2 separate regions of the Gasterosteus aculeatus genome follow, and region 2 is linked to region 1. Evidence: chromatin contacts called from public Hi-C data. All regions are on one chromosome and are shown on one strand. The core of a region is the stretch at or near the end of the contact, and the rest is flanking DNA. Distances in the headings are between cores, read along the strand shown.

Evidence for each region. A called contact is a pair of places that touch in the nucleus more often than the background predicts.
Region 2: a contact with region 1 is called in a Hi-C map of tail fin, with 1.5 times the contacts expected there. The contact joins two enhancer-like sites. A contact is called at or near these places in 2 of 6 Hi-C or Micro-C datasets (skeletal muscle and tail fin).

The regions. Positions count from the first base shown.
Region 1 is chr2:12,714,755-12,717,989 of fGasAcu3.hap1.1, forward strand. The region is part of intron 4 of casz1 (castor zinc finger 1); the gene reads left to right. Among protein-coding and RNA genes, the nearest start is that of LOC144384509, 5.3 kb to the left of the region's middle. Within about 2 kb of position 1,562, at least 4 of the 9 cell types and tissues checked have open chromatin away from gene starts, as enhancers often do.
Region 2 is chr2:12,772,274-12,775,508 of fGasAcu3.hap1.1, forward strand. casz1 (castor zinc finger 1) reads left to right here. Exons shown (of 22, transcript XM_078083529.1): 12 at 1-93; 13 at 468-531; 14 at 1,428-1,591; 15 at 1,726-1,848; 16 at 1,954-2,265; 17 at 2,357-2,555. Among protein-coding and RNA genes, the nearest start is that of pex14, 62 kb to the right of the region's middle. Within about 2 kb of position 1,513, at least 3 of the 9 cell types and tissues checked have open chromatin away from gene starts, as enhancers often do.

The DNA.
Region 1 (3,235 bases), core at 312-2,811:
TTCATTGCCTTTATCATCTAAAATATAACGGGCCAAGTTTTAACTATCAAAGATAATGCATGTTTGTTAAACTAGACTACTTAAAAAAAAGGGGGGGAAATGAGAACGGTGAGGTATCCTTTTTAATTATACTATCTTATAAAGAATGGCAATGAATTATAAATGATGTCATTAATTAGAAAAAAAAAGTTTTAATTATGTATTATTTTCTGGGAATTTTCCTTTGTTTCTTTTTTTCGAATTCTCTCAGCGTTAACAGCCAAAAATAAATCCTTTTTTTAAAATCTCACAGCTGTATATGCCATGTCATGTATTCTTGTGAGATTCAAGAGAAAAGCTCCCTTCACCTTTTTTCCCTCCCTGTCCCGATTTCCTAATCTTAAATATGAAATTATAATTTCATGCAAAGTAAGGGGGAAGAATAGTCTCTAGTCATTGACATGCTGTATAAGAGAGGAAAAGGGGAAAATGAAGAGGTAATTAGCAGGGTGGAAGACTTTGTCGCATTTGTCTGAAAGCACGGTCTCCACTGGCCATGAATGAATTTGCATGCTTAGTTTATCGAAGCGCACTTATTAGGCCAGCTGAAAGAGAGATTAAGCCAGCACAAAATGTGGTGACTAATCCTTTTAAATGTGGCGGAGGGTCTATAAGGTGTGAACCGTTACGCGCGTAGGTTCGTCGGTATGGAATACTTTCACACAGCTGAATGTGTGGAAGAAGAAGCAGCAGCAGCAGATGCAGGGTTAACTATTTAATGACAAGGACAGTGATTGACACAGGTAATAAATTGATAGTTTATCAGAGACACTTTTATCTCTCTAGAACAAATACAGCAGGTGGGGTCAGCCTGGGTACAATGATGGAAACACTTTGTGTGGTCCAACATCTGTTTTTTTTTATAATTCATCAATACCTTGGTTAGTTTAGTTAATCATACATGTAAGGTCAAAGGCGGGACGGTGTTGAGCTAAATCCGTTGTCTCACTCTACTGCTGCTTTTTTTTTTCATTCATTTTTTATCATTGAGCACATCTCTTAAGTTTCAATACTCTACCAGCTTTGCTTTGACGGGATTAAGGTGCTTGTCGTACCGACTGTGGCTTTCATTTTGATCCGAAAGAAGAAAAGAAAAAATCTGTACAAACAAACAGAAGCAATTTTTTCTGTCAACCATCTCCGTGTGCAGGAAAATGTTTGCTCTGCCGGGTTACGGAGCCAACACCCCGTCCCCGTCCCCGTCCCCGTCCGTAATTGACTGCAAACAGGAACGTAGTGACTTTTAAACACTGTCCTCCTCTTTCTCCTGTGTGTCACACACATAGACACACACACACACACAGGCAGACACGCACCCCGGCCCCCCTCAGCCTCAGGTCCCCCCTATTCCGCCGTGTGTTTTTTCATGTGACATTCTATTGACTTGGGTCAGTAGCAGGCAGCACCGGCAATAATTACTGCCCGTACACGATGAATCTGAAGCCCAGCTGTTCACTTCTGTCACTGCCAACGGAGACAGAGAGAGAGAGAGAGAGAGAGAGAGAGAGAGAGGCAAAGCCCAGTTTGCTGGATTCCTTTCTTTTTTTTCTTTTTTTTTACTTGGTAACTTGATAGGATTACATGGTTCCAGAGCCCACACCTGTTAAGAGGCTGTTAGCAGAACAGTTGGCCGTCCCATATCCACAGCTTAGCCTTTTTCTCCTCTTGTCGCTGTCCATTCCGTATCCCCTTTTTAGGATTTCACCCCCGCGTGCATGACGAGAGTTCGCGTCTCACCGGGCTCCTGCCTCAGCCGGGGGTGAGGGGCTGGTTTTGGGGGAGGGGGGAGGGGGGAGTGCGCCCCTTGAGACACGTGAGCACGTATGTGTTTGATGTTTGGGAGCGTAGCCTTAGCGCCTGTGTGCGGGAGGCCCGGGCCCTGACGTCTCTCTTTCCCTCCCTCTCCTGAGACACGTGGGCCATCAGTTGCACTTCCCTCGCCGAACTCAGTCACACCGGAGCCGCCCCCCCCCTCGAACAACGTGTATTTGAGTAACACAACAGCGAAGAAAGAATGAATTCAATTCGGTTTTGTTTTCCACCAGGGTGGAGGGCAGGTGTTGGCAAGGTCATAAAATCTCCAAATACAGGTTATACCAGACGATTTCAATGATTAAGGGTTAGGTTGAGACGTTTCTGCATATTTCAGGAGTGCCAAAGCCCTGTTGTCTATTAGAAATACTTTTGGAAGGAGTGGAGAAATGAGTAATGCATCAAATGTGTTGCCTGTTTTCTCTTGTTCGGCTGATAATGAAGTGAAAAACGGCCCTGGCATGAAGTCTGAACACCGTGAAAAACTGTGCAGGAGATGACAGTTGACAGAGTCAGAAAATACACAATACAGAAGGTTGTTTAGTGCCTTGGTGCAACGTCTCGCGCTGCCTTATTTGGCATTCAGCAGCAACCCGGCTCTTTGGCTTCGTCACTTTCGATGGACTCTCAGCACCTGTTCCCCCTATTGTGCCGGAATTTTCTATATTTGGCCAAGTCGAAACCCTCTCAATTGCTGCGTGTGACATTAGTATTTGGAAATGAACTGGGCATTCTGCTTTCTTAGTCGAGAGACAATATTAGAAAACATGATTCGACTTGGGAGAACTAGGAAACATTCCTCTCCGAGGCATCGAAATGTTATGTCGTCCCTGGCATGTTATTGACACGTTGCATTGCCGTGCAATTTCTCTTCCTCCTGAAGCACAGGAGAAATAAAAAAGAGCAAAGTTAATAGATATCTCAGGCTAACTTTTTAATTGTTCTGATACGTAATCGCTAAATGACAATAAAAAAAGGAGCAGGGCCACTTTAAAAGCTTTATCTCTCCTGCTCTGTGCCCAAAGTGTCATGTCCATAACAGCACCAGCTGATCTACAGAGTAAAATAACCGCTAAGGCTTATTGTTTGGACAATATTGGAGCCCCCCCCCCCCCCCCCCCCCCCAAATCTCCACCCCCCCCCACCCCCTGCCTCCTGCTCCCCCCGCTGCTTCTCTCCCCTCTCCCTTGATTCATTTCACCCACTGTCCTCGCCTGCTGGAAAATGGCGTTAATTTTTTTATTACCTGTTTGACTCTCCAGCCTTATTACTGTAGCCCCTTAATGTTCTCTGTAACCGTGGAAACCAGATGAATAAATGTCCGCCAAAGAAAATGAGATGATTAAACAGGTCACCCTTGCAAAACAAATTCGCTTGGTCGAGC
Region 2 (3,235 bases), core at 263-2,762, 57 kb after region 1:
AGTGAAGCAGGAGCCGATGGACAACGTCAACCCCGGGCCCACCCAAGAGTCCACGCAGGAGCACAGCCTAGACCTCAGCAAGAAAGACCACAGGTACACAGCCGCCTGGGGCATAAAGCGTTAATGCTATACCAACAACGTTGACTCACCTAATATATTAAGAAAATAAATAAACGAGGAACTGAGGTTTCCTCTCTCTCAAGGGCAATTTATTTATCACAAATATCTCATTTATACACGTGCGTACGTTTAGAAAATCCTCGACATATTTCTCAATTCTTTGTGTGTGAAGGATGTTTATATAAACTGTCAACTTCAATATTCCCTTCAACTCACGCTATATCTTATTTCACAAGAAGACAGCATTTTTATTCTTCATTATACAAGCACGCTTTGCATGATAAATAGTAATATTTACTGTTCTCATGCAAATCTTGTCTAAACATTGTTCATTTTCCTTGTTCCAGTAATGAATCAAACGGACACCCTGTACCAGGGAATACATCTCTTTTATCCTCGCTTATGAATAAGGTAAGATCCATCCATCAAACACCTTTCATCCCAAGACAAATTAGCGGGACACGGTGGGGGTTGTTTTTTTTTTATTTTATGTTTCACCGCTAATAAGATGAGTTTGTATCATTTAAATTTACCAACCATTTTTCATACAGTGTAATTTTCACCGCACCTCTCACAAATTAATATAATGAAGCGGTAGCTGGGTGCAATGCCAGATATATAGAGATGTTTGTTTTTTGATGAGCTGTTTTGAACTTTATGCTTTTTCTTCCCCCGCCATGCTCTACAATCATTCATAGACTTAACTTTTTTATTAAAATGTCAAGTGAATAAAACAACAACAGGAAGGCGCTGCCCTGATTTTTAACAGGTCTAAATGTTAGCCAATGGAAATTTCAGCTATTTATTTAGTTGTCTTAATAATACATCTTGTCTTATTTATACAAATGTGCCAGGTGGTTTCCATCACATTGATGATGTAATAGGATCAGCCCGGCCCACCTTCCCGTCCCCTCCCCACACACATACAAGCGTTTTCTAGTTCCTTTCCTCAAAGCAGTCATTAAGCCCAGACAGTGAAGGGGCTTGTTGTCCAATGGCTCCTCGTGTCATGTCAGCTTTAGGGGGGTAGGAGGGAGGGGGGGGTTTCAAGCCACCACAGCACATAAAAGGGTTAACGGTGGCTCCCAGGAGACGCTTGGCACACACGTTTGGCCTGCACTCAAGCAAAAGCCTGCATGTTTGTAAATCTGGCAGTGCTTTTTTTTTCTTTTTTTCGCTTCGACAAAACATTTGCGTGTGTGTGTGTGTTAAAACTCCCACACTCTCACCAACATATGCAAGTGGCCCAGCTTCCGTATGTTCGGCGAACCGAGCAGCGGGTTGTTTATGTGCTATGTGTTTTGTAGATGTCACAGGTGAACCCTGCCCTGTTCAGCGCCATGAACCTGAAGACGGAGCTGGAGTCCGGCCAGGAAGGCAACACCTCGGAGGCGGCGCACTATCTGAACAGAGTGCTGAAGAGGCCTCTGCCAGAGAAATCCACTGAGATCTGGAGGACATACCTGCGCAGGTAAAACACACGGAGGAGGTTGCAACGAGTCGACTCACTTGTTCTCAATGGAATGTTAAAAAGTACTGAAAATAGATTTGCCAAGTTTCTGGGAAGGCAGTAAATGACAGTCTTTGTTATCCGTCCATGTTAAGGTTCGACACAGAGGACTTCTGTGAGGCTCAGTGCGACTTCCTACAGAAAGTCCACTTCCACTGCCTGGTAGAGGACTGTGGTGCACTCTTCAGCACTGTGGATGGAGCCATAAAGCACGCCAAGTGAGTGCTCCGCTGGTTCATCATCTGATTAGGAACCCTCTCCCCATTTTGGGCTTTCTTTCTTTACTGATCAACATGAAAATGAGCTCCCGTCTTGTTTCTCAGCTTCCACCTGCGTGCTACCTTGAAAGTGAAGTCGGAGCCTCAGTTCGGTGACTCCGGCGAGGGAGCCTCGCTGCAGCCCGCTGCCCCCGTCTCAATGGCCAACAACTCCTCCGTGGATGTGGCACACCTCACCTCCTCCGGTGGCTACAGCTCTCCTCCTCCCGCACTGCTGGCCTGGAAGCAGCTGACCGGCAGCATCCCCCAGATGCCGGCCTCCATGCCCAACCTGCCAGCCAACTCTCCTCTGGCCACCACCTCCCTGGAGAATGCTAAGCCTCAAGTCAAACCTGGTTTCCTGCAGTTTCAGGAAAAGTAAGAGAAACATGCATCTTCTTCCTATGCATTTAGAGTACAGTGTGTTTATTAGACCATGAACTGCATTTTCTTTTTTCTTTTCTCACAGTGATCCCTGTTTGGCTACTGACTGCAAGTACAATAACAAGTTCCACTTCCACTGCTTGTTTGGGAATTGCAAGTATGTGTGCAAGACGTCTGGCAAGGCCGAGTCCCACTGCCTGGACCACATCAACCCCAACAACAACCTGGTCAACGTCCGCGACCAGTTTTCCTACTACTCTCTCCAGTGTCTCTGTCCCAACCAGGTGAGTGAGGCTTGATAACTGGAGCCAGGAGCTGAATCACCTACTGTCATCTCCTGGAGGTTTCTAAGCATGAAGTATGCTATCTATTAGACCGGTATTTGAGGTTATTTGACTCAAGGCTTTCACAACCGCCGCTCGCCGTCTTCCATCTCTGCTGAAAAAGATAGTCGACTCACCCCAGTAATGCCTGTTTATATGTCAATGATGTCATTTTGACTGCCGCATTCTCCTCTCAGAAAAGGCCAATTTAGCTGATATTACCCAATAAATCATTGTCACTTGCACAGTAAACAAGGCTGTCTGGAATAGGGCAAAAATCAGGGGAATGCTTTGCAAATGAAACCTAAATGGCAGCCCCCGCCTGCTCTCATGAGCCCGTATTTGGAAAACCATTTAAATGAATTCATTAATGTGTCGAAAATCACCCCTCTCACAAAAAGTCCCCTCCTCCCTTCCCCTGCCCCTCATCCTCCGCCTTGTCCTACCGCCGCCTCCACCACTCAGTCTCCCTCTCCTGAACTGAGATGATCATATTTGGACCAGTCCTTTGGGATCTGGGCCTCTCAAGCAGATGGTGGTGTACAGACACGTTCTAAAGGAGGGGTTTTTGTGGGAAGCCCGAGGAAAAAGAACGAAAAAAAAACATCATCATCATCCTTAGAAATGTGTGATGTCTTTGT